Linked DNA regions of Sus scrofa: regions 1, 2 and 4 are each linked to region 3. The links are chromatin contacts, called in public targeted proximity ligation maps. All regions are on one chromosome and are shown on one strand. The core of a region is the stretch at or near the end of the contact, and the rest is flanking DNA. Distances in the headings are between cores, read along the strand shown.

Region 1 (6,828 bases), core at 2,401-4,900, 140 kb before region 3:
GAGGGGTCTCCCCTCCACGGGCAGAACTGCCACTGTCCCTGGAGGGCCCTCTGGCCAGCATCCTCTCTCCTTGGGCTGACATGCTGGGACCTGATGTCCCCTCCAGCAGAGGAAACCCTGTCTCGTCTGCCGCGTGGATGACACTCAGCCCACTGGCCTTCCCCCTCCCTACCCATCCCTCTCAGCCCCATTTGCTGCCAGAAGCACAAATGCGCAGAAGACTCGCCCTTTAACCTCAGAAGCCTCTGCCCCACAGCACGCTCAACCACAGATTGTGATTCTGGAATAAGCTTGTGATGGAAACACACCCTTTTCCAGAAGTCTGCAGAAGGGAGCTAGTGCAGCGTAACCGAGTGTCTTTGTGCTTTTTGCGTTTGAGGTGAATGTCAGAGGGGCCTCGGTCAGGCGTGGTCAGCAGTGACCCCCAGCATGCACTTTCCCAGGGGACAGAAGCTTCACGCTCTGGGCTGCAGGGTAGAAAGTTCAGGGATTGGAATCCGGAGTCCTGGGTTTTATTTAATTCTACCTCTGCCATGTACCAGCTGTGTGACCTTAACACACTGGGTAAACCTCTCTGAGCCCCTCATCCTAATGCCTGCCGGTCTGTTCAGAGGGTCATAGGAAGCCACGGGCCGTAGGAGACCCCTCCGCTGGAGCCTGCGAGGTGCGAGGGGCTGTGGATTTCACCACTCGCACGCGGCTCCTGAGAGCGGGGCCCCACCCCAGCCAGAAAGGCCAGGAATCACCCAGGTGCCCTAGTGGTCAGGGGCGCTGAGGTTCTAGACCAGTTCTTTCTGATGCAGGGACGTTCGTGGGGGGCAGCAGTGGGCAGGGCAGGTCACAGCTGGTGGTGGCGGTGCTGGCCTGTCCCAGGAGTGAGCTCCTGAGCCTCTGGGTCCTGGCCTCCCTGCCTGGGCGGGCGGGTCACTCACACCCATCCCCGGTCTGGAATGGCGTTCGTCATCCCTGCCCGCAGATGCCGCGTGAGCTGCTGCGGGGAATGTGTTTCCAGACAGCACTTCCCCTCACTGCGCTGGTGTCCTCTTCTTTTCCTTGGCGGTCATTGCTGGATTCAGTCTGGTGGCCTGTCTCAAATGTCAGCTGCAGGGGCGGGACCGTCCACAACAGCGGCTTAACAAGGTGGCTCTCAGCTGCTCCGTGGCCTGGGGTGGTGGCTGGGGGGCCGCCAGGGCCACCTGGTGAGCAGGCGGGCTGGAGGTGTGGGGCACCGGGCCAGGCTGCTTTCTGGGTGAGGTGGGCTTTGCCACACCGCAGCCTCAGCCCCGCCGCCGCTGCTGAATCCCGGAACTGCTTCCAGGTACGACGAGGAGCTGGCACAAGGGGACGGGGCTGACCGGGAGCTGAGAAGTCGGCCGGGCCCGTCCCTGGGGCCCAGAGGGGGCCGATCGAGAGACTCGGGGAGAGCCACCCTCACAACCTGGAAGTGACCGCAGCGAGACCCCAGCCTGGACCCACCCGGGCAGAACTTGTCACTGCACCCCCCCGTCCAAGACCTATTTTGGAATTCCCTTTTTCTAGAGCTTTTTTCCTTTCCTAAACCCTGTAAATAAATAAAGGCACTTCTTTGGAAGGTCAAGGAGTCTGATGGGAAAACGCCGTTTCTCCTTTTCTCTCACACACACGGTACTTCCGACACCAGACGTGTCGGGATTTTTGCCACACCAGGCAATTCTGCGGTTCTTCCGCTGGCTCTGGGTGTCCCACAGTTTAACTCAACTCGGACACTGTCTGCCTGGAGATGGTGTCAGATGCCACAGGGGAGGGCTCAGCCCCGCAGGACTGCCTCCCGCTCTCATCACGTCGGGTGCCAGTCACAGGTCCAGGCTGTTAACTGGGCTTCCAACCAACTGGCTATAAATCAGGGGTTCCCACGACCCCATCCTGGGGTTCAATTAATTGGCTAGCGTGGCTCACGGAATCAGGAAAACAGTGTACTTGCTAGATTACCGGTGGGCTAACAAACGCGACTCAGGAAGAGCCAGATGGAAGAGGTGCTCAGGGTGAGGTGAGCTTTGGGGGCACCACCCTCCCAGCCCTTCCAGGCCTTCAGCAGCCTGGAAGCTCTTTGCACTCCATAGCCCATGGGTATTTATGAATAGACGTGATGGACTAATGCTCGGGCATTTGGATCGGCTCAACCTCCAGCCCCCCTTCCTTCCTGGGGACAGTTCCAACCCTCTGAGCACGTGGTTGGTTGCCATGGCAGCCAGCTCCCAAGCAAGGTTATCTACGGAGGAGCCCCAGCCACCCGTCAGTAGCGCAGACTCTGACAGGCTTGAGAGGGGCTCGTTAGGAAAAATAGAAGGCACCCATTTCACTGAGGAACTGGGAGCAAAACTAAACAGACAGATGTCGCGTAGCTCTTAGAAAGGAAATCACGGAGTTCCCCTCATGGCTCAGCGGAAATGAATCTGGCTAGGAGCCATGAGGTTGCAGGTTTGATCCCTGGCCTCGCCCAGTGTTGTCGTGAGCTGTGGTGTAGGTCGAAGACAAGGCTCGGATCAGGTGTGGCTGTGGCTGTGGTGTAGGCAGCTGTAGCTCTGAATCGACCCCTAGCCTGGGAACTTCCATGTGCTTTGGATGCGGCCCTGAAAAGCAAAAAAAAAAAACGAGGAAATCACAAAGGTTGTAGGAGTTGTGTGCCAGGGAAGGGGACAGAGACCAAATCTATACTTCTGATTATAAATCACATATAATTTTCTGATTATAAATCATTATAAATAGTATCACAATCTATTTCATAGAGCCGAAAGAACTGAATCGCAGATGTATAAAATGAGCTCTTTTGACAGAAAATAACAGCTTCGGCATGTTGTGTAGTCATGTTTTTAAAACTTTGTATCAACTGAAAACCAAAACCTGACGATCTTACAGAATCACGCGGCTGCGAGAAGCAAAATATTTAATCGGACAGCTACTCTGGTTTCATTCCTTCTTGCTTGACTGTGATTGGGAGGAAAACAGGCAACTAGAAATAATCCTCGGTGTTTATCGGTCCAAGGGCCTTTGTGTCGGTGCTCAGAGAAGGGTGGGTTTTGTAGGTGAGTCTGCCGTCGGGCGAGCCCAGACCATTCCCGCCACATGGCCTCAGTGACATCAGCCTCTGGGTTTACCGCAGACGCAGAGGTAAGCGCTGTTGGCAGCCACCAGCAGGACGAGCTCTGGATGGGGTGTGTTTACAGGGTGCCCGTGACTTACAGAGCAATGTGGGGTGGCCATCCAAGGCCCTGGGTAATGCGACCTTGATATTGAGGCCGGGTGCTGATGGCAGGTGTTGACCGCCAGCCTGGGAGTCAGACCTGGGCTTAAGGCCTGGCTCTGCCGTTTCTTGGTTGGTCCCAAGGCTGATGGTGGCTCTTTGGACCTTTGCTTCCTGGTATTTAAAAAGAGGATTAATTCTCTTTGCCTCGGAAGTCACAAGTGCCACTGCCCACCCTGCCTCGCTTTGCTCCAGCCCCACTGCGTCTTCCTCCCCAGGCAGGTGGCAGAATCCACGCAGCCCCGGTGGCCTCCACACATGGCTGTCCCACCCACCACTGCTTACAACCCAGGCTCTCTGTTCTGTTGCTTTATTGTTGCGTCTCGGATGTGTCTGGGAAAGGGTGGAGTCCCTGGCTGGGAAGTGACCTCAGGCTGAGCCCCGGGGCAGTTGAATCAGGCCGGAGGGGAGACGTTAGCTTGCCGTTGGCCAGGTTGCTAGGTGAGAGCAAAAGTCTGCTAAAGAGATTTATGTCAAATATTGACGGTTACATTAGCGATGTCCTGTTCTGGGCAGATGTTTCCTCCCACTGGTTCCAGAACACACACGGGTGGGAAGTATGCGGTGTCCGAAGCAGGCGACGGGAAACTCCCAGGCTGGAAACAGACCGTCCATCCCTCGGCCCAGGCCCCCAGCCCTGATGTCCCATTTGGAATCATCCAGGATGGCAATTTCCATTTTCTTATCCGCTCCCGTTAATTTTTTCCATTTGATTTTGGAGGAAGGGGGTTATTTCTGAAGTCTGAAAGTTTTCAGCATCTGGTCATTTCACAATTTATTTTTTTATTTTTATTTTTTGGTCTTTTTAGGGCCACACCCGCAACATATGGACGTTCCCTGGGCCTGGGGCAAATCAGAGCTGTAGCCACCGACCTACACCACAGCCCAAGCGGAATCCTTTACCCACTGAGCAAGGCCAGGGATCGAACCTGAGTTCTGGTGGATACTGGTCGGGCTTGTAACCTGCTGAGCCACAACGGGGACTCCCTCGCAATGATTCTTTTTGTTTGATTTGTTTGATTTTTCGAAGTGAAGTAATTTGCCTGCTTCCTGAATGGGCTGCTTCCTCAGGATTCTTTGGCAGGTGCTCAAGCCCAGAATGAAGGGGTCTCCCTACATGGCCCCCTCCTCCCAGCCCATCAGTCCCCAAGCCTGGTGCCAGGCTCCTCAAGGGGCGCCTACCTGGACCACAGCTTGAACCCCTTGGCCCCCAACCCCATCCCCTGAAATCAGGCTCTACCCTCTGACCCAAAGGATTTTTCTTTTTGTGTGTGTGTGGTTTTTTTTTTTTTTTTTTTTTGGTCTTTTTGCCATTTCTTGGACTGCTCCCGCAGCATATGGAGGTTCCCAGGCTAGGGGTTGAATCGGAGCTGTAGCCGCTGGCCTACGCCAGAGCCACAGCAATGCAGAATCCGAGCCGTGTCTGCGGCCTACTACACAGCTCACGGCAACGCCGGATCGTTAACCCACTGAGCAAGGGCAGGGATCGAACCTGCAACCTCATGGTTCCTAGTCGGATTCGTTAACCACTGCACCACGACGGGAACTCCAAGGATTTTTCTTTTTTGGCCACCTGAGGCATACGGAGTTCCCAGGCCAGGGATCAGATCCTGCTGGAGTTGCAACCTAAGCCACAGCTGCAGCCACACCGGATCCTTAACCGACTATGCCAGACCAGGGATGGAGCCTGCACCCTGGCGCTGCAGAGACACTGCTGATCCTATTGCATCATTGTGGAAACTCCCCCAAAGGAGGATGTTTCTGCCGTGCGGCCATTTCCCCCAGCACACAGTGGTTCTTCAGTGCACCCCCACGGAGCCTCCTGTGCTTGGGAGGATCTGGAGCCCCCCTCTACACGGTGTCCCCCAGCCCCAAATTCATCTGACTTTCCTCTGCCTGAGTCATCCTCCCCCAGCAGACCAGCAGGTTCCACACTCCTGCAAGACCCCTTCTCCAGCTCTGCTGCCTCTCCAGCCAGCCCAGGGAGGTGCGCCCTGGTCTCCGCAGCATCAGGCCACCAGCCTCCTGTGGTCCAGGAGGGGGTGAGCCTCTGCTGCAGGGACCTTGGCCTGCTGGCCTCTGGGCTTGGCGCCTGGCACAGGCTTTCCTGCTCCTCTGCCGCTTGCCTTTTTTTTTCCTTCTTTTTCAAATTTAATTCCCTTGATTTTTCTTATATAACAGTGATGCTGCGTGGTACCCCCCCCACCCCAAGTCTGGTTTCTCTCCCCGGGGTCCCCAGATGACAGCAAACTTCTGAGCAGTCTTCCAAGGGTTGGTGGTGAGGACACTGCAGCTTGAGCAGGGCACAGAAGGGGATGGCCGTGCAGCCCCTGACCGAGGTGTAGCCTCACTGCCCGCCACTGGTGGCAGCTTGGGAAGGGGGACCAGGCAGGCCTGCAGAGCCGTGGTGGCAGGGGCCAGGGGGGCCCTGCTGACCTTGTTCCCAGGGGCTTGCCACACCGGGATGTTGGAAGCTTGGCCAGGTTGGATGTTGGGACATTGAGGCGTGGAAGCTTGGCCAGCAGCACCTGCCTGGGAGCATTCGATGGCCACTGAGTCACCTCCAGTGCCAGCCGTGGCTTTGAACCTGGAACCGTGTCACTGCTGCAGCAGCGCCCCCTTCAGAACATCAACCTCGAGGGACACGCGTGATCCTGGACTTCTTGGTGGGCATCCTGGGTTGAATGGTGTCCTCTAAAACTCGTGTCCATCCAGAATCTCAGAATGTGAGCCGTTTTGGAAACAGGACTTTGCAGACGTGATTAGTTAAGGATCCCACAAATGAAATCACCTTGGATTTGGGGTGGGCCCAAAACCTCACGACAGGTGTCCCCATCAGAAGAGCAGAGAACAGAGACACACAGGCCTTGTGGAGACAGAGGCCCCCTTGGAAGGCACCACCCCTGACCCCTTGGTGTTAGACACCTGCCTCCAGAACTGGCGGAGAATAGGTTTCTGCTGTTTCCAGCCAGCAAGTGTGTGGTCATTTGTTACAGCAGCCCTAGGACCCTAACACGGTGGCTGAGGAGCAGAGGGGGCGCCGAGGAGTCGGCCCTTGACCAGGTGGCCCCTGTGACCGTGACCGCCTCCACGGCCCCCAGGCCTTGGCCCTGCTTCCTCCTGACGGAGTCCCTGGGGGCAGCAGTGGCCACTTGCGTTCTTGGAGAAGTGTCACACCGTGTGCTTTGTCTCTCCCCAGGTCCCAGGCCTCCACGTCCTCCCCACCCGACTGCCCGGGCCTGGCTGTGAGTGTCCCCTGCTCCCTCGTGAACCTCTTTCCTAAGTGTCCTACCACGTCAGAGTCTTCAGAGAAAGCCTGAGGTATCTGGGGGTTTTAGCAACATGACGGCCACGCACGAGCTCGATTGCTGATGGGGTCGTGGGTGACTCTCTTGCCTAGAGGACAGTGCTGTCGGCCGGGTGGTGTCTGGTGCAAGCCCACGTGCCCCTGGGGCTTCCGGGCCGCTGGTGTCTGAGTCGGAGCCCTCTTCACACTCCCTCTCCCTCACCTGTTAATTCCCATGGGGGGCAGTGACTGAGTATTTTGT
Region 2 (6,696 bases), core at 1,565-4,064, 140 kb after region 3:
TAGGGGTTGAATCAGAGCTATTGCTGCCAGCCTACACCACAACCACAGCAGCTCAAGATCTGAGCCGAGTCTGCAACCTACACCACAGCTCACGGCAACGCCAGATCCTTAACCCACTGAGCAAGGGCAGGGATCGAACCCGCAACCTCATGGTTCCTACTTGGATTCGTTAACCTCTGCGCCACGATGGGAATGCCTATTTTCCCAAATTTTTATTTGTTTTTGTTTTTTGTCTTTTTAGACCAAAAAAACCGAAGCACATGGAGGTTCCCAGGCTAGGGGTCAAATTGGAGCTGTAGCTCCTGGCCTACACCACAGCCACAGCAACGCAGGATCCGAGCCGCGTCTGCAACCTACACCATGGCTCACGGCAACACCAGATCCCTTACCCCTGAGCAAGGCCAGGGATCAAACCTGAAACCTCATGGTTCCTAGTGGGATTCGTTTCCTCTGCGCCATGATGGGAACCCCATAGATTTCTTTTATGTATGTTTGTGGGCCCCGCAGATCAGGAGACTAACATGGCCCGTGGCGGTCCCGGCTTCCAACACAGTGGAACCACCGTCCTGTCCTCTGCTGGAAACACTTCTCCCTGCAAGTTCAGGGACAGGAGACAAAGTGCTGTGAGTGATTACTGAGTGTGGTCCTGATTCCTGACTCGGTTCTGTTTGGGGATCCATTGGTCTCTGATTGAGCACATGCGCTGTACCCTCTAAGTCAGGACCCGTCTTTTGAGCTGCCTCTCCTACTACATATTTACCATGAGTCTTCAGTAAGTCTGGCCCCATTCTCTTGGACCAGCTCTTTCTGGAGGGCCTAGCATCTTCGAGGGAATAGCTTGACAAGGTGCCCCCCTCTGCCCCAGAGGACCCCCCTATAGGGTGAGGATGAAGTGTGCACTGCCCTGTGGTCGGATCTGCTGTGTGCACGGGGCCCGCGGTGGGGGCAGAGCAGGGGGCGTGCAGGGGTGACCGCAGCCTGGCCTAAAGTCACGAGATGTGACACTGCCTCCCTGCAGTTGAAATATTCAGGTAGAGAGTTCGTTCTGCTGGAGTTTGGAAGAAAACAAGGATTGATGACAGCGAAGGTTGAGAGAGAAATCATGTTACACCCAAGATGATATTCTAAGTAAAAATGAAGATAAGCCAGGGAGATCCCCAGGCCGGGGATCAGATCCAAGCCACAGCTGCAGCGACGTGAGATCCTTCACCCACTGCGCTAGGCCAGGGATCGAACCTGCGTCCCAGAGCTCCCAAGACGCTGCCCATCCCATTGTGCCACAGTGGGAACTCCAAGAGGCTACACTTTATGTTATGTGTATTTTACCGCAATTAATTTTGTTTTCAATCATCATAAAGAGGAGCTGGGAAGGGTGGGGCCAGGGCGGGAAGCACCATGGCAAAGGCGGTGGTGGAACTTCAAAGCCGTCCAAGGGGATACGTGTCAGTATCGACTGCGCTTCAAAGACAAAAATCCGGGAGTTCCCGCCGTGGCGCAGTGGTTAACGAATCCGACTAGGAACCATGAGGTTGAGGGTTCGGTCCCTGCCCTTGCTCAGTGGGTTAACGATCCGGCGTTGCTGTGAGCTGTGGTGTAGGTTGCAGACGCGGCTTGGATTCTGCGTTGCTGTGGCTCTGGCGTAGGCCGGTGGCTACAGTTCCGATTAGACCCCTAGCCTGGGAACCTTCACATGCCGCGGAAGCGGCCCAAAGAAATAGCAAAAAGACAAAAAAAATAAAAAAATAACAAAGACAAAAATCCCAAACACGAAGTTCCTCAAATCTCAGGGAAACGGAATCACCTCCTCATTTGCCTTTAGCAACCCACTGTTTTAATTGCAACGTGGAACTTTCTTATGACAAAAACTTTCTTGGTCATGAAAGCCCACAAGTGACTCCAGTCAATAACTGTCCACCATGGAGTTCCTGTCATGGCGCAGTGGTTAACGAATCCGACTAGGAACCATGAGGTTGCGGGTTCAGTCCCTGCCCTTGCTCAGTGGGTTAACGATCCGGCGTTGCCGTGAGCTGTGGTATAGGTCGCAGACGTGGCTCGGATCCTGCGTTGCTGTGGCTCTGGTGTAGGCCGGCGGCTACAGCTCCGATTGGACCCCTAGCCTGGGAACCTCCATATGCCGCGGGAGCGGCCCAAAGAAATAGCAAAAAAGATAAAAAAATTTAAAAAATAAAAAAATAACTGTTCACCTGAGTGGGGGAGGGGGAGAAAATGATGATGATGATGACGAGGCAGCGGCAGGGACAAGGAACCCTTTCCAGCCGTTACTCTCAGCCAAGCAGGCTCATAAGCGCTTTATACACGCTTAACGCATTTAAGCTTCACACTCACCCTTTGAGGAAGGGTGTATGTGACCCATTTTGCAAGATGGCTAGGTCAGGACAGAACATTTGTGGTCAATGTCATTTTTTTTTTTTTCCCCACTGTACAGCAAGGGGATCAAGTTATCCTTACATGTATATGTTACAATTACATTTTTCCCCCACCCTTTGTTCTGTTGCATCAATGTCATTTTGACACTGGTCTTTAATCAACTTCTGCTTCTCCCATATTTCGCCAGTCTGACCAGCCATGCCAAACGAGTCCCCCTGGACAGAAGCAGCCTATCACAGAGAGGCCAGCGTGGGGACTGTGCCCCTGAAACCAGCCACCTGACTTCCTTGCCTTCAGAACTCTGAGCCCCGCCAATGCTGCTCCATCACCCTCTCCTCCATTTCCGCCTCTGCTCGAGCTTTGCGGTGGCTGGGGCTCCCAGCCCCAACCCCGGGCCACCCCACATCCCCTCTCGCTTCTGCTTTTGTCACCCCTAGTCATGGCCTTTTCACTCTGTCCCCTGTCCCAGGAAAGTCCCTACATGCTCGACAACCTCAGAGAAGCTAAATAAATGGAATATTTCTTCACCAGGAAATGCCATATCCTAGCCATGCTGGGAAATCAAGTGTTAGGTTTTTTTTTTTTTTTAATCAGAGTTTATAAAACCCCTGATGACTTTGTGATGTTTTGGCAGAGAGAAAAAAACCAAACCAAAACAAAACACAAAAGCAGCATTTCACAAAATGGATTTCTGGCCGTTGCAAAATATTCATAAACTGTCCCAACTTCCCAGAGAGACTAAAAGGAAAATTCAGCTGCAAACAGCTTCTTACTTTCCATCTGGGTTTTAAATGCAGTCCAACCCCCAGTTCCATTACAGAAGGTCAGAACTGAGGTTAAGGGAAAATAGTTCACGCAAAGAAAAGGAAGAGAGCAGCCTCCAGTCTCGAGCCTCGAAACAGCTGGAAGCCCTCAGCTCCGCCCAACCCTCTCCTATCACAAAACCACAGAATTTCAGGACAGGGAAGAACCACAGACCTGCTGGCCCAGCTATTACATCTCTGGACAAGTCCTTTCCCTTCCTGTTGGATCCTCTGTAAATTACCATACAATTTGAGATGAAGAAACAAACACTGAAATTAACAAAGGCTTAAAGAAGGTAGAATTTTATTTCTCTCTTAGGTAAGAGGCCAGAGGTGGACAGTCAGGGCTTAAGGATTTGGCTACTTCCCCACATCATTCAAACACCCCAGGCTTCTGCTACCCTATTGGTCCCTCCACACTCAACTTCTGTCTCATGGTCCAAAGCGGTTGCTCCAGCTCCTGCCATTGCACCCCTAGTCAGCCAGCAGACCCAACCCAGAGATCACTCCCATCGCTTCTGCTCTTAACCCACTGACTAGACCTTACTCCCCTTAATTGCAAGGGGAACTAGGGACGAAGCACAGGTAGGTGGGAAGACAGGTGCCCAGCTAAAACATCTATTGCTACATAAGACAGAGAGATGGGTAATGGGGAGGAACTGCCATGTCTGACCCCTCGGGCTCTTGTGGGAAAATGCAAGTCATTCTATGGCACACACTTCCAGAATGCCTTGTACTGAAGTATGAAGAATGTCGCATTTTGTTTTATTTGGAACTTGCCAGTGTTTTGGGCACAGTTCCACTGTGTTGTTAATGCCAAAATGACATCTCAAGAAAAAACGTAATGGCTTTTGGATTTTGCTGCTGGTTCAGACGGTGGGCTCTGGACCCAGACGGCTCGGGTTTGATTCTGGGCCCTCTTCCTGCATGGCTTGTGGCGGGTTACCTACCTGCTTGTGACTCAGTTTCCTCATCTGTAAAATGGGCAGAATAATTGTTCTTGCCTTATTTGTTTGGAGTGGGACCGCTTGTGGGAGCGGCCAGTACTGTACTGGGCACATTAGGAAAAGCTTGATAAATCCTATTTCTATTATCATTCCAGCTCCTGAGCCTCCAGTCCCATGTCTAAGTCTGTTTCCTCATATGTAAAATCAGAGGTGTGGTAGCTGATCTCCAAAGATGGTTCCAAGCCATCCCTCCCCTCTTTTATGCACATGCCCCTCCTATCAAGACGTGGCACTTACATCTAACCCCTTGAGTCTGGACTGGGACCGGGAGCCAGCAGAAATAGCGGTGCGCCACTCTGGCCCTGACCTTGGAGAAAACAGGCTGCTTCCGCTTCCTTCCTCTTGGAATCCAAAGGCCATGCTGTGAGGAAGCCCGAGCAGCCGAGGGACAGGCCCACTTGGAGGATAAAAGAGGCTCCCAGCTCACCCACAGTCTCCACCGAGCTCCCAGCCTTGTGAGTGAGTTCTCCGGGGAGTGGATCATCCAGGCAGTCCACTATCCCAGCTGATGCCACGTGGAGCTGAGAGATGAACCCACAGGCCTATGAAATTGCAAATTGTTTTATTTTATTTATTTATTTTGTCTTTTTGTCTTTTCTAGGGCTGCACCCACGGCATATGGAGGTTCCCAGGCTAGGGGTCTGATTGGAGCTGTAGCCACTGGCCTACAACAGAGCCACAGCAAAATGGGATCTGAGCCGCACCTGTGACCTACACCACAGCTCATGGCAACACCAGATCCTTAACCCACTGAGTGAGGCCAGGGATGGAACCCGCAACCTCGTGGTTCCTAGTTGGATTTGTTAACCACTGAGCCACGACGGGAACTCCAAAACTGCAAATTGTGAGCAAAGAAACAACTGCATTTGGGGGTGGTTTGTTAGGCAGCAATAAATGACCAGAAGGCATTCGATGGATAGAAGTAGGATGCTGTGAAAATAAAAACTTTACTCATGTGGCACTGGTTTGGGAACCAGATGGTAGGAAGGGCCTCAAGGAAATGATGAGTGAAAGCTTACACAACAGTGAAGAGGGAGTTCCCACTGTGGCACAACGGGATCATCAGCATCTCTGCAGCACCAGGACACAGGTTCAATCCCCAGCTGGACCTGTTGTTGCCGTAACTGCGACAGAGGGTTGCAACCGAAGCTTGGATCTGCCCTGGGAACTCCACATGCTTCAGGGCGGCCAAAAGAGAAAAAAAAAGAAAAAGAAAAAAGAAAAGAACAGTGAGCCGATGGCTACTGGATGCTGATGAATATGGGGGAGAGAAAGGTCCCCCTTTCTCTCTGAGAATTGAATCAGAGGAGACTAAAATAAGTGTCTGCTTTGGGGAGTTCCCAGTGTGGCTCATCAGTAACTAACCCAACTAGTAGCCATGAGGATGCACGTTCGATCCCTGGCCCCGCTCAGGAGGTTAAGGATCCAGCGTTGCCAGAAGCTGCGGTGTAGGCTGCAGACATGGCTCGATCTGGGGTTGCTGTGGCTGCGGTGTAGGCCGGCAGCTGAAGCTCCTATGCAACCCCTAGCCTGAGAACTTCCATATGCCACGGGTGTGGCCCTAAAAAAGACAAAAAAAAAAAAAGTGTCTGCTTTTTTCCAACTTGGGTTACATAATTGGGGGGCTTTTTTCTTCTGGTTCCCATGAGCACAGTGATGGGTTTATCTGTGTAATTCCATGGGCCACCGGGGGGACTGAACCCCGCTTCACAGGTATGAGTGGGACTTGTGTGAGGCCCTCCCTGTTTCACTGGGGGTCAAGGGAGTACATAACACGGCCTCAATTGTTTTTCCTCGAGTTTTTTGGTTTTGTTTTGTTTTCACACTTTTGGGCCTAAATTTTAGTCTTTCACCCCAGTACTTAGCAAAATTGTGCCTGTGAGGACGTGGAAGATACAAAAGGTCTCCAGGGACCGTGAAGTCTGGTTAAAGTGACTTTCAGGCAGACTGTCAAAAATGCCGTGTGTCCTCTGTTAGCCGCCCGTGATGACATACAAGAGGACTGAGGGGCCAAAAGGAACTGCACAGGTTTTAAGTAGAATTAAGAGGAAATACAAAAGAGCCAGGGCTTGCTGATTTCAGACCTAAAAACTGAAGAATGATGTTCATTTCTTTTATAATAAATGAATCTCAGGATGAACATTAAAAAAAAAATCTTGGGGGGAGTTCCGGTCATAGCGCAGTGGTTAACGAATCCGACTAGGAACCATGAGGTTGCGGGTTCGGTCCCTGCCCTTGCTCAGTGGGTTAAGATCGGGCGTTGCCGTGAGCTGTGGTGTAGGTTGCAGACGCGGCTCGGATTCCGAGTTGCTGTGGCTCTGGCGTAGGCCGGAGACTACAGCTCCGATTGGACCCCTAGCCTGGGAACCTCCATATGCCGCGGGAGCGGCCCAAGAAATAGCAAAAAAAAAAAAAAAAAAAAAAAAAAAAATCTTGGGAGTTCCCACTGCGGCTCAGCAGGTTAGGAACCCAACTAGTATCAATGAGGATGCAGGTTC
Region 3 (6,728 bases), core at 3,342-5,841:
GATCTGAGTTTTTAAAGAGCTCAGTGTCTTTACGAGAAGGAAACGTGTGAATCTCCCCGTTTCCCTTTAACAGAAGGACAGATCCAGCTTCAGTTCCCTCTTACTTTCTTCATCCCAGGAACTGAAAAAGGAACAGCACTGAGAGAAAAATGTCTAAGACAGCCGAAAGGAAGCCTCCCAGCCAGGCAGCCAGACTGCCGGCCTAAAGCCCCATCCTACAGCTGAGGGAGGCTAAGAGGAAGGAGCCCCAGCCCAGGGCCTGCCCGGGGCCCGCAGTGCCCAGTAACCCACCAGCTTCTCTCCCACGCCAGGGCCTCAGTACGGGACGGTGGAGAAGGCCTGGGTGGCCGTCATGTCCGAGGCGGAGAAGGTGAGCGAGCTGCACCTGGAGGTGAAGGCCTCGCTGATGAACGAGGATTTCGAGAAGATCAAGAACTGGCAGAAGGAGGCCTTTCACAAGCAGATGATGGGAGGCTTTAAGGAGACCAAAGAAGCCGAAGATGGCTTTCGGAAGGCGCAGAAGCCCTGGGCCAAGAAGCTGAAAGAGGTGCACCCTCCTGCAGCCCCTCCCCTGTCCCCACAGCCTGCTTCCCCCTGACCTGGGCTCCCTCCAGCAGTGCTCCCGCCAGAAAGGGCCGCCCCTCGGCCCAGAGCCGTGGTGGCCGATGTGTGTGTGCCCTCTGTCCATAATCCTCATCCCCCCTTTACAGTCCTGGAAACAGGATGAGAAACAGGCCCAGGGTGTAGCGCACAGAACCCGAGCTCTTTTATTTGTTTTTGCATAATGCCGTGTCATGAACCTTTTGGTCTGTCAAGAGTATTAAATCTACAGTTGCCAAGGTTATCTGAGATTAAACTATTATAGAATAGTGCTTCCGGAGTTCAGCAATTCAGCAAGCTTGCTAAAAGCCAGATTCCCAGGCCCACCTCTAGATATGGTGATTCAGTAGGTCAGAAGTGGGGCCTATTAATGCTTCGGTTTTGAGTTTTTTTGGCAGGGGGGACTGCGCACCCACAGCATATGGAAGTTCCTGGGCTAGGGATTGAATCCGAGCCACAGCTTCGACCTGTGCCACCACTGCAGCAATGCCAGATCCTTTAACCCACTGCGACTGGCCAGGGGTCAAACCTGTGCCTCCATAGCCACCTGAGCTGCTGCAGTTGGATCCTTAACCCACTGTGCCACAGTGGGAGCTCCCAAATGATCAGTTTTAATAATCTCCCAAGTGGTGCCCCACCCACTGGCCTAAGGACTGCATTTTCAAAAGCAGGGTTTTGGAAGAGCTGTTGGTAGCACTCAGAAACTAGAAATTGATATCCTAGCTCGTAACCACTATCAGCACTTTCCCCCAACCCTCGGAAATTGTCTGTTAGAGAGACTTAAAAGCCCCTTTGGACTGGTAAATAGGGTGATTTTTAAATATTCTTTCTCCTGTGGGTTTTCCTCTCAGATTTGCAATGATACCGATATGCATTTTTGTAGAAGTAGCAAATGGAAACCACCGAGTGTCACGCAGCCTTGGCTTGCTGGACGCTGTCATACCCACGCCCCAGCTCTCAGCACGTGCAGACCCCCAGCCTGCAGCCTGGCCCACCCCATTTCTCAGGGTAGACACGCCACTTCCTCCCCCACGCTGCCACTGGCTTCTCTCAGGAGCTCCCTGGTCCCTCCTCCTCAGCATCACCCTGTATCACCAGGTTGTAAGGAGGCTTTCCTTCCTTTCTCTGTGTCTTGGCGTTTGCCACTTCTCCTTTCTCTTCCTTCTTCTCTCTGGTCCTGTTCACAATGACACTGTCCCCCTCATGAGGCCGTGGCTACAGATTCATCTTTCTTTAGAATGAAATCTGTGACTTTGGCTCAAGTAAGAAGCGTCTATTAAATTACATATATGTGTGTATATCTGCATCTATGTATACATGTGTGTACATGTATATGTGTGTGTGTGTGTTAACTAGTCATTAAAAAACATGGAAGCATTCTTGCTGTGTCACAGGAGGTTAAGACTCTGACTCCAGTGGCTCAGGTCACAGCTGTGACTCCAATTCACTCGCTGGCCTGGGAACTTCCATATGCTGGGTTGTGGCCAAGAACACAAAAACAAAAACAAAAACAAAGCAGACACATGGAACGTGGCCTGTAACCCTGCCTCCCAGCGTTCCCCTCCCCTCGTGTTAGGTTTCCAGCTGTGCAGCAGGCTCTTTCTATCCCAGTCTTGCTCCATGTCCAGTCATTCTTCATAAGACTCCCCCAGCCCCCACCCTCCCCAGGGCACCTCCCTCTCTCCCTGCTGCAGCCTCCTCCTGGGCACTTAGCACCTTCTCGTTTGCTCTGTACTAACTAGTCTTGTAGTGCTAGACCGTAAGCTCTGCGAGAGCCAGGTTCTTTGTCTGGCGCCGTATCCCTGGTGCCCAGACAGAGCCTGACAGCGAAGCGGGCACTCTGTCAACACTTGCCAAATGAACTTCTCTGTTTTAACTGGTTGTAATTGTACTACACACACCGCTTTGTACCTGCTCTTCCCTCTCCTCTTGATGGCACAAGCACTTCCCAGCCTGTGCAACCTCTAGCGAAGATTTTGAACTTGAAGCGTGACGTGCAGGAACTCATTCTCCCCGTAGGTAGAAGCAGCCAAGAAAGCCTACCACGCAGCGTGCAAAGAGGAGAAGCTGGCAATATCTCGAGAAACCAATAGCAAAGCGGATCCATCCCTCAACCCCGAACAGCTGAAGAAATTGCAAGACAAAGTAGAAAAATGCAAGCAAGACGTCCTTAAGGTGAATCGTGCACTTGTTACTCGTTGAGAGCCCACCCCTCACCGTTCGCCTGCCTGGCACACGGCCAGCCTTTGTCGCCGCTTGGTCGGATGGGGGATGGATGGCGGCACCAACAAAACACCTTCCTGGCCTCCGGGTCACGGCTCACCCTACACAGCTGTTTGTGCCTGCCTCAGGGTGCTGGGCAGGCAGGGGCAGGCAGGGAGAGCCAGCACAGGACACGGAGCTGTGACTGTCAACAGTGGGGAGCTGAGGTGTGCGCTGGTCCAGAGGGTTGTGAGCACCACTTTGCCAATGGCCTTGAAAGCAGGCAGAGTAAGGAGCGTGGGCCACTGCTGCCAGGGAGCCACTGGAAGAAGGTTCAAGAGCCCGGGATCGGAGGGCAGGGGCGTGGAGGACCAGATGGTCTAGAAGGGAGCCTCCATGGAGGGGTGGAGGCTGGGAGAGTGCGCTGAGCAGCTGTGCCCTGTGACTGCAGGGAGCTCGAGGGCAGCGGAGCACTGAAGGCCCCAGAGAGGCGTGGGCAGAGGCTGTGGGAGCTCGGGCAGTGGGGGCAGGGCCTTCGGCCACGAAGAGCCAGCACAGCGTCCTGGAGCCCTGCTGTTTCTTCTCTGGATCAGTGAGAAGAACTGTCGGGGCTCCACAGGTGCAGGGTAGGGATTCTGCCTGCAAGGCTGAGTCCCAGGATTGAAACACAGACAGCATCTTGTAATTTGAATGTCCCCAGGAAGTGAGGGCCGACATGGGCAAGGGTCTGGCCTGTGTGCTCAGCTCCCGGCTTGACCCCCCGCCCCACCCACTCCTTTGCTCTGTTCTAAGGGCTGGGTGGCTGGAGGCTGCCCCAGTCAAGGACCTGCCCTGCTACAGGCTTCGCAGAGGAGAGTCCCAGCCTGGGTTTGGAGAGGAGATGAAATTAGAAAGGAGACATGCTGCAGGAGTAGGTCGTGATGCCAGAAGCGGGGCGTGGGAGCCCCGGTTGATGTGTTACTACCTGCCCACCCTTTCAGGCCTCAGATGAGCATTTCTGAGCCCCAGGGAATTAGATGCTGGCACCTGGCACCTCCCTTCTGTGGCTGAGAAAGTGACTGTCCAAGAGTTTCAATCCAAGCCACCTAATGATGTGCGGGTGGGAAGGCCCGTGCCCTCTCGGCTGCTCCTCACGGCTGCGTCTTCACGTAATAAGAGAGGGTGGAGGAGGGCGCCTCATGGCTCAGAGCCACGTCAGGCTCCCTCAGGAGCAGCCCCCACGGGAGCAGCCCCCACAGGCAGCCCAGGTGCCTCCCCCACCGTGGGACCAGGTGAGGAACCTGGGGCTACCTGCTGAATAGGGAGGGCCCCTGTGCTCAAGGAACACAGGCCTGCGGGGACTCTAGGGGCTGCCTTTGACATGTACCCAGGGACCTGGGTGCCCAGGAAGGTGCCTCTGTGTGTGTGTGTGGGGGGGGGGGGGGGAGAGGGAGAGAGAGAGGGAGGGAGAGGGAGGGAGGGAGGGAGGGAGGGGGAGAGAGGGAGAGAGAGAGGTGCATGCCTTTCCTGTTTTGCAATCACCCAGCACAGACCCCCACCAAATTGATGCGTTGGCAGAACAAACCCAGGAACTGAGGTCAGACTAAGGCACCTGTCAGGATGACCTCGGCACTTGGTCAAGGGCTCTGTCCTGGCTCCCTCCCTGCCTCAGTGACCTTGGGGAACAGTGGTCCTTGTAGGCCGCGAGCTGGCCTGGAGAAGAGGGCAGTTCCTCCCACCCCCCTTCTTGAAGCAGTTCCTTAAACCAGCGCTCCCTGGCTGCACACATCCTTCTGTCTGCCCCTGGCCAGGCGGTGCCCCCGTCTTGCGGTGTCCTTCGGAAAGGAACCTCTCACGTCCATTGCTAAATATCAGGGTCCATGTGAGGGTGATTCACTTCGCCCTGTGAATCTTTGTTGGGAACTTTATATGTGCTTGGTGCTTGCAATTCCCCAAGGACAGTGACCTCGCTCTCTAGCGGCCTGCGCGGGGCAGGGCTGCTCGTGGGCGCAGGGCGGGTGGAGCAGCCTGCCGCCTCCCACGAGGGCTCCGGGGCGGCCACTGTGTGTGAAGGGGTCCCAAGAAGTGGTTGCTCGGTGTCTCTCTGATGGAACCACTGGTGTTCAGACCCATGGTGGCGCGTCTCGGGGGCCTCTGAGCCATGCTCCTGCCCAGGCCTGGAGCGTGTAGGCTGGCACTTGGTGGTGATGAGCAACCGGAGCGGCAGTGGAGCTCTGTCCCTGCTGGGGAGGCCCAGGCTCTGTCAGGGCTGGCCTTTTTCTGGGCTCACACAGGACCCAAGCCCAGGCGAAGCAGGAGGCTTACAAGCAGAACAAGGAAGCACTTGTACTAGGAGAGGGTGAGGGCAGCAGTGGCGGCTTGGGGAAGGCTTCAAGAAGAGGGTCTCTTCAGAGCATAAAGGGGAGTCTTCCGGAGCATGAGGGAGAGAAGGGCCATGGGAGCAGGGAAGTGCCGAGTAGACCTGGAATCCCGAGTGGGGCAGAGAAGCTGCTCTAATGGGGCAGGGCTGGGCCCGAGGCCTGGGCGTGGTCTTGAAGGCAGGGGGTCCTGCAGCAGCTCAGGGAAGGCGCTTCCTTCCTCAGAAGAACCCCCATCCTCGGTGGCCAGCCCACCCGCCCACAGTCACTTCCCTTTTCAGGGTCTTGCTAGAGGGAAGGGCTTGTGATAAATGGGCCGCCCCAGCCCTCACTTTACCCAAAGAGACTACTGTCACTCTGATGGTCCCATCAACTGTTGAACCCACGTGGCCACCAGTTGGCCCAGCACTGCCAGGGGAGGGGGCAGGGAAGGCTGTGTGGGGTTACTGACCCCAGGCACGTCCTTGTGACGTCAATGTGCCAACTTCAGCCATGACTCTTAGGCTACAGTCTTGTCACATTGTCCCTTGGCAGCCTCGAAAATAGGCCACACCTATTTGAATGTTTTCTTTCCGAGGCCATCTGGGGAAGAGCAGCTCTGTCGGGGGTGTGGTGGGCTGGAGGGAAGGGGCCAGGACTTTTGCAGGGCCTTGGTGCAGCCTGCGGTCGAGGGCTGTGCAGTAGAGCACTCCGTTTTCTGAGAAGGAAAGTGAGGCTACGCAAGAATGGGAGGCACAGGCTTGGTGCAGGTCTGTCTGGCGCCCAGAGCCCTGTGATCTTGCATCTAAGGTAACTTTTGAGCCACTGCTGCTACAGGCGAGATCTGAGGTCCAGGGGTGACCCAGCACAGCCATTGCCCATGGGAGAAAGGACACCGATGTGTAACACAGACAGGGGACAGTGTGGCAGTGCTGCTTGAGGCCACACACATTGGGCTCCAAGTGACCACCCCTGCCCCAGAGGCTACCTGTTTGCATCTTACTCCAGCTGAGAGGCCTGACAGGTGCCAGGAGTGAGATTTGCATTTCAGGAGTGGAGGGGCTGGGACTTGAACCTGAATGCTGTTGGACTCCGGAGCTTGTGCTTTTGGGGTTTTGGAGTCTGGAGGGCATGCTGAGAAGCTTGGCCCAGGGATGCTGTCGGTGGTGCAGAGGGCATCCAGGATGAGCCTGGCAGGCCTGGGGGCGGGGGTGGGGGGTCTGTTTCCCAAGGATTTCCACAGGCCCTTCAGGAGCACAGGTGGGGTGTGAGGTGGGCCTCTGGGCAGGAACTTAGGGGTACAAAGGAAATAGGTGGGGTGTTTCTTGGATATGGGGTCACCCAAAGTGGCAGGCTTCTTCGTATTGTCACCTGAGAAGCAGTCTGGATGCTGATGGATTCACAAGTGGTGGAGAGAGCCAAGGCTGAGTGAGGGGCACGGCGGTGCAGAGCCAGGCGTGCTCGCTCAGTCAGGGGGACCGGGCCGCGTGGGAATCCGCCTTCATGTCCTGTCCCTGGGCTTCCTCGTAGACCAAAGAGAAGTACGAGAAGTCTCTGAAGGAGCTGAGCCAGGGCACACCGCAGTACATG
Region 4 (6,185 bases), core at 2,739-5,238, 180 kb before region 3:
CTGGTGCCAGAACCGCAAGAAATACATTGTTTAGATGGCACCCCGTCTCTGGTGCTTTTGCTATAGTAACCCAACCGGACTAAGGCACAGGGCTTTATCCTAAATGTCAGGATAGTCTGGTCTCTAAGGAGACGGATGAGCAATGACCTTAATATTCTGACTGTCTTTGTCACTGCTTCTTATCTCTGGGGATTTCCAAAGTTTTGTTCAGAAAACTAATTTGGGGGGAACGTCTTTCTTTTGCTCGGTGGGGAGTATTTGTCCTCGCTTTCATAGGGGTTGCCCCATCCATCTGTACTTATCTGATCTTCCAGAAATTCCTCACTGTTTTATCTATTGGGAGTATTTCTTAGTCTTCCAATTATGTCACAGATTTTCTAACAGATGATCACTTACGCAGCAAACCAAATCTCGAAACTAGATTAAGACTATTTCTGGGGAGTTCCCATTGTGGCTCAGTGGTAATGAGCCCAACTAGTATCATGAGGTTGCAGGTTTGATCCCTGGCCTCGCTCAGTGGGTTAAGGATCTGGCATTGCTGTGAGCTGCATTGTGGGTCACAGTTGCGGCTCAGATCTGACATTGCTATGGCTGTGGTGCAGGCCGGCAGCTACACAGCTCTAATTCAACACTTACCCTGGGAACTTCCATATGCTGCAGGTGTGGCCCTTAAAAAAAAAAAAAAGAAAGAAAGAAAAGTATTTCTGTAGTTTAGATAACACCAAAAGAGAGTCATGTCTGAAAAGAGTTTAACAACCAACATATTCTTGCAAAATTGTGGTTCAGTACTTTATACAATGCTTATCCTGCCAAACACAAGGGCTGGAATCTACCATAACTTGTGCTGTGATATCACCGGGTGATGTGTCCTATTGTGCCGGAGTCAGTCTGGCCCCGTGGGGAAGATGGGACTGCCCCATAAGAGCAAGCCCTCTTGCCTGCCTGATGGAGCTAAGAACACGGACACACTATGGCAAGTGGACCCACAGTGACCACAAAGACATGATTTAAAGAAGATAATCCTAAAACAAAATCTTTTGTAGAAATTCCTTTATTTGGATGCTTTCAGGATTTAGATTCCTGGATGGTTAATATTCTATTGTATTTTTTTTTAAAGACACATTTATTCGGCGTCATGACTAGACTATTACTTTTAGCAATCAACAGCATGGGTGCAAAAATTCTATTGTATTTTTCCATTTCCTTCCTTCCTTCCTCCCCTCCTTCCTTTCTTTCCGTTCTTGCTGTACCCAAGGCATGCAGAAGTTCTTAGGCCAGGGGTCAATATCAAACCCACATCATAGCAGCGATGCTAAATCCTTAATCATTAGGCTAACAGGGAATTCCCTCAGACTTTTTTTTTTCTTTTTCCAGCCGCACAGCTGCGGCCACATTGGAACCTCAACACATTGCGCTGTGCCAGGGACCAAACCCTTGCCTCCACAGAGATAAGCAGGGTGATTAACACAGTGGGTCACAGTGGGAACTCCATTTTTTTTGGGGGGGGGAGTTTTTTTGTTGTTTGTTTTCTTTTCTTTTTAGGGCTGCATCTGAGACTTACGGAATTTCCCACGTGGGCATTGAATTGGAGCTTCAGCTGCCGGCCTGCACCACAGCCACAGCAACACTGGATCTGAGCCGCATCTGTGACCTACACCACAGCTTGTGGCAATGCCAGATCCTTAACCTGCTGAACAAGGCCAGGGATCAAACCTGAATCCTCATAGATACCAGTCGGGTTCTTAACATGCTAAGCTACAATGGGAAACTCCAGGTGCTGTTTTTTTTTTTTTTTTTTTCCTACTATTATTATTATTTTGGCCATGCCTCCAGCATGTGGAAGTTCCCAGGCTAGGGATCGAATCGGAGCTACAGCTGCCAGCCTACACCACAGCCATAGCAAAACAGGATCTGAGCAATGTCTTTGACCTACACTCCAGCTCATGGCAACGTGGGATCCTTAATCCATTGAGCGAGGCCGGGGATCGAACCTGCATCCTCATGGATACTAGTCAGGCTCCTTAATGCTGAGTCATGATGGGGAACTCCTGGATGTTATCTTGCTGGCAATGGAAAGCCTTGAAGACTTTATAACTAGATTTACATGATTAGATCAGCATGGAGATTCTTAGTTTCCTGCCGTTCTCCTGGGGCTACCTAGCTCCCAGTTAATTCTTCGCATTGGCCAGAACTCTTCCTACTATCTGCTCTCGTGATGTTGGTCTCCTCCCACTGTCTGTACCCAAGCCTTCCAGTGTTTTGGCTGCTGGTGATGCTCTTTGGAATGGCATATACTCTGCACAGGGCAGAAGGACATGGTAAAACATATTAAACACCTTCCTGGGCGCTATTCACCTAGGAATTTAAACTCTTTTCCATCTTGAGAGATGGAGATAATTATTCCCTTTTTTTTTTTTTTTTTTTTTTTGTCTTTTTGCCATTTTTTTGGGGCGCTTCCACAGCATATGGAGGTTCCCCGGCTAGGGGTCCAATCGGAGCTGTAGCTGTCGGCTTATGCCAGAGCCACAGCAACGCGGGATCCGAGCTGCATCTGCGACCTACACCACAACTCACAGCAACGCGGATCCTTAACCCACTGAGCAAGGCCAGGGATCGAATCTGCAACTTATGGTTCTTAGTCGGATTCGTTAACCAATGAGCCATGATGGGAACTCCTAATTATTCCTGTTTATCCATGAAGAAACTGTCATTGAGAGGCTGGGAAAAAACCCCAAAACAACCCTGACAGGGAGTTCCCGTGTGACTCAGCAGAAACTAATTGGTCTAGTATCCATGAGGATGCAGGTTTATCCCTGGCCTCAATCAGTGGGTTAAGGATCCGGCGTTGCTGTGAACTGTGGTGTAGTCACAGATGTGGCTTGGATTTGGCACTGCTGTGGCTGTCACGTAGGCCAGCAGCTGCAGCTCTGATTTAACCCCCTAGCCTGGGAAGGTCCATATGCTGCAGGGTGTGGCCCTAAAAAGACAAAAAAAAAAAAAAAGGCTGGAGGAGTTCCCTGGTGGTCTAGTGGTTAGGAGTTGGTTGGCACTTACACTGCTGTGGCCTGGGTTCAATCTCTGGTGTGGGGACTGAAATCCCACATGAAGTTGCTGCGTGCTGCAGCCAAAATAAAAAAATAAATAAAAATTTTAAAACAAGAGGCTGCGATTTTCCTATGCTCAACAGCTAGACTGTAACTGAGCAGGGAGGTAAATTCTGTTTCTCTCCTTTCACACTGCCTCCCAGTGCACCTTCATGACTGACAGATGTCTGGGGTACATGCCCTTCTGTTGTGTATTAATTCAACAGGAATTTAGCAACTAATATATCCTCTACCAAAGTGCCTTTCAAAAAATACTTTCATAATCTTCCCAACAACCCTTCAGCATAGGTGCTGTTATCTCCATTTATAGACAAGAAACTGAGGCTCAGAGAATGACATGACCAGCTAGTGGATTTTGGGGTGAGGATTCAAACCAGGTCTGGCTTCAGTTTTAAAATTCTCATGGGCCAGGCTGCCTCTTCCTAACAGAAAGAGTTAAAAAATCCTACTTTGAGGAACTGCACCTGTCCCGCACTCACACTTCACAAATGAGGTGACCTTTGAGTAGGCCATTTATTGATTACTACTTGCTGAGCGCAACCTGTTAGGTTATCCTTACAAAAATTCCTTCGAGGCAGGTGCTGCCAACCATCCCAGTTTAACAGATGTTGAAGCTGAGCAGAAGAGATGAGCGGACTGGACCCAGGGCCCAGCCATCACACCCCTCTACCTTGCACTATCAGGGTCGAGACTGCGCCCCGACCCCTCTCGACTTCATTTCTGGGCTCTGACGTTTGTGGAGACGCCGGGGTGGACCGCAGACTCCTCGCACGATCCCAGCCCCCGGCGCCTAGCGGGACGCCAGGCCAGGGGCTTAGAAACGAGTGGGGAAAATCTGACCCCGGAAGCAGTCTTGGCGCCGGTAAGGCCGCGTCTTTGGTTGCCGGGGCGCCGCCCCGGAAGTAGAGCGCGGAGGGTGGGTTCGCTTGATAGCGGGCCGAGTCCTCCCGCAGGAGCCGGAGTGGAGCTGGAGGCGGGGCCGGGGTGCGGCGCGGGGCCGCCGTGCTCCGCGCTCCTGGGCGCCCCTCCGGGCTGGACGCCCACAGGTAAGACACAGCCGCCGAGGCCATCGGCTCCCGGGACCCAGGGTGTGGCGGGGGGCGAGTGCGCATGCGCGAGCGATTGTGGCCGCTGGTCTACGGGGCCGCTGCGGTTGGGTTTGGATGCTGGACCCGCGTCCCTCCAGCAGCCTGCGCTGACTACTGTGCCTCTCTTCCTCCTCCGAGTTCCTGTGACTTGTTCCTCCTGATCCTTGTAATTGCATTCTTCTTCTTATTCGTTATCTCAGAATTTAATCGTTGCTGGTTTTTTTCATTCATTTGCAATCTGTATTGTTTCTGTTGGCATCTTGCAGAGCGCGGTGTACCTGTGGGTTGAGTTCTGGGCAGGAGACAGGCGACAAGTGTTCTCTGCCCTGCTTATCTCTCTCTGGAGAACTGGACCTAGGCATTTCTCCTCCCTGTTTCCCCATCATTAGCGGGGGGTGACGGTCGCGGTAGTCACCCTAGAGTGATTGGGGCAGTACAAGGAATTCATTCTTTTTTTTTTTTTTTTTTTTTTTTTTTTTTTTTTTTTTTTTGGCAGGAATTCATTCTTGAAATAAAAGTATCTTGTTGTTGTAAACCCTTTGTGGTTTGCAAAGCGGTCCTTTGTTCAGGAAACATTTAATGAGCATGTTTGGGTGCTGGGTTGTGGCAGTACAAAAAGATTGGCCCTGTCCTGTGCTCAGGGAATTACAGGCACTGGTTATTAGTTAAGGTGGAGCATGGCACTGTCACCCTGAGGGGGTGAGGAGATGGGCAGAAGCAGTACAGTTGTGACCAAATGCTCTGGGTGATGTAAAGTCGTCGTTTATACTGTTATTTAAAGATGGCTCCTTTTCCCTTTCAAAAAAGACTAGCTGGAAAAGAAGGCAGATGTCCTAGGATCTTTCCTAATTTTAATTTTTTTTTTAAATTTTTATTTTTGTCTTTTTATGATTTCTTGGGCCGCTCCTGCGGCATATGGAGGTTCCCAGGCTAGGGGTCAAATCGGAGCTGTAGCCACCAGCTTACACCAGAGCCAGAGCAACGCAGGATCCGAGCCGCGTCTGCAGCCTACACCACAGCTCACGGTAACGCCGGATCCTTAACCCACTGAGCAAGACCAGGGATCGAACCCACAACCTCATGGTTCCTAGTCGGATTCGTTAACCACTGAGCCACGACGGGAACTCCGTAGGATCTTTTTTTAAAATAGATTTTGTTGAAACTGATTGTGATCAATATTTGGGGTAGTAGAGATGGGGCAGAGAGGTTGCTGTTTTCGATGACTGGACCCAGAAGAGTGAAGCGACTGCATGAGTGTATGTTCTTCCGCCTGCTCGCTGCCCTGAGAGGTTGTGGGGGCTTTTTTGTGGGAATAGTCGGAACTCTAGGAGGTGAAAAGCCTCCTGGCAAAGTACTGTCCTCCCAGGGTCGGAGGCCCAGGGATTCCCGAGATGTTCCCTCTCTCAGCGGAAACCAGCTCAACTCCTGGTCTCCTGCTTCTTGCCTGAGCAAAGCTGTGGAAGTGTTTATGGCAGTTACTCCCCGTGTCTCTGCCCAGTTGGGCTGGGCTGTGCCTACTTTACTGCTTGGCACTAAGGAACAGCACTTCGTGATGGTGCGCAGAGGCAATTCATGTCTTTATTTATTTATTTTTGTCCACCCGCGACATGTGGAAGTTTCCGGGCCAGGGATCAAACCCATGCCACAGCAGTGACCAGAGCCACAGCAGTGACAAGGCTAGATCCTTCACGCCTTGATTTTTGTTAATCCATCAAATGTTGATTGAGTGCCTGCTATTACTAGACACTGTTCTGGGTGCTGGCCTTTCAGCAGGAGATAAGGCCGAACCGCATTCCTGCTCTCATGTTGTGACATATATGTGTCAAGACAGATTGTCACGAGGAACCACATACAGGAACTAGACCAGTCCTTTTCAAATCTGAGTGTGGGTAAGAATCACCCGAGAGCTTGTTGAGATACAGGCCCCTGGGCCCCTGTCCCCAAGAGTCTGAGTGTGTACATTATTGTGAATGCATGGCGGGGGAGCTGGAGA

What was found.
Region 1: a targeted proximity ligation map of alveolar macrophages shows a contact between it and region 3. A contact is called at or near these places in 31 of 47 Hi-C or Micro-C datasets (adipose tissue, alveolar macrophages, blood and 15 more) and 2 of 2 datasets of targeted methods (alveolar macrophages and skeletal muscle).
Region 2: a targeted proximity ligation map of alveolar macrophages shows a contact between it and region 3. A contact is called at or near these places in 11 of 47 Hi-C or Micro-C datasets (blood, embryonic fibroblasts, epiblast stem cells and 5 more) and 1 of 2 datasets of targeted methods (alveolar macrophages).
Region 4: a targeted proximity ligation map of alveolar macrophages shows a contact between it and region 3. A contact is called at or near these places in 1 of 5 promoter capture datasets (liver), 11 of 47 Hi-C or Micro-C datasets (alveolar macrophages, blood, embryonic fibroblasts and 7 more) and 2 of 2 datasets of targeted methods (alveolar macrophages and skeletal muscle).

The regions. Positions count from the first base shown.
Region 1 is chr5:5,826,026-5,832,853 of Sscrofa11.1, forward strand. It overlaps TTLL1 (probable tubulin polyglutamylase TTLL1), which reads left to right. Exons shown (of 13, transcript XM_003481524.3): 13 at 1,319-1,597. The coding sequence ends at 1,448. Among named protein-coding and RNA genes, the nearest start is that of PACSIN2, 24 kb to the right of the region's middle.
Region 2 is chr5:6,109,142-6,115,837 of Sscrofa11.1, forward strand. No RefSeq gene overlaps it. Among named protein-coding and RNA genes, the nearest start is that of A4GALT, 29 kb to the left of the region's middle.
Region 3 is chr5:5,965,765-5,972,492 of Sscrofa11.1, forward strand. PACSIN2 (protein kinase C and casein kinase substrate in neurons protein 2) reads left to right here. Exons shown (of 11, transcript XM_021091423.1): 5 at 312-547; 6 at 2,620-2,775; 7 at 6,669-6,728. Among named protein-coding and RNA genes, the nearest start is that of ARFGAP3, 25 kb to the right of the region's middle.
Region 4 is chr5:5,789,772-5,795,956 of Sscrofa11.1, forward strand. It overlaps TTLL1 (probable tubulin polyglutamylase TTLL1), which reads left to right and starts at 3,989. Exons shown (of 13, transcript XM_003481524.3): 1 at 3,989-4,150.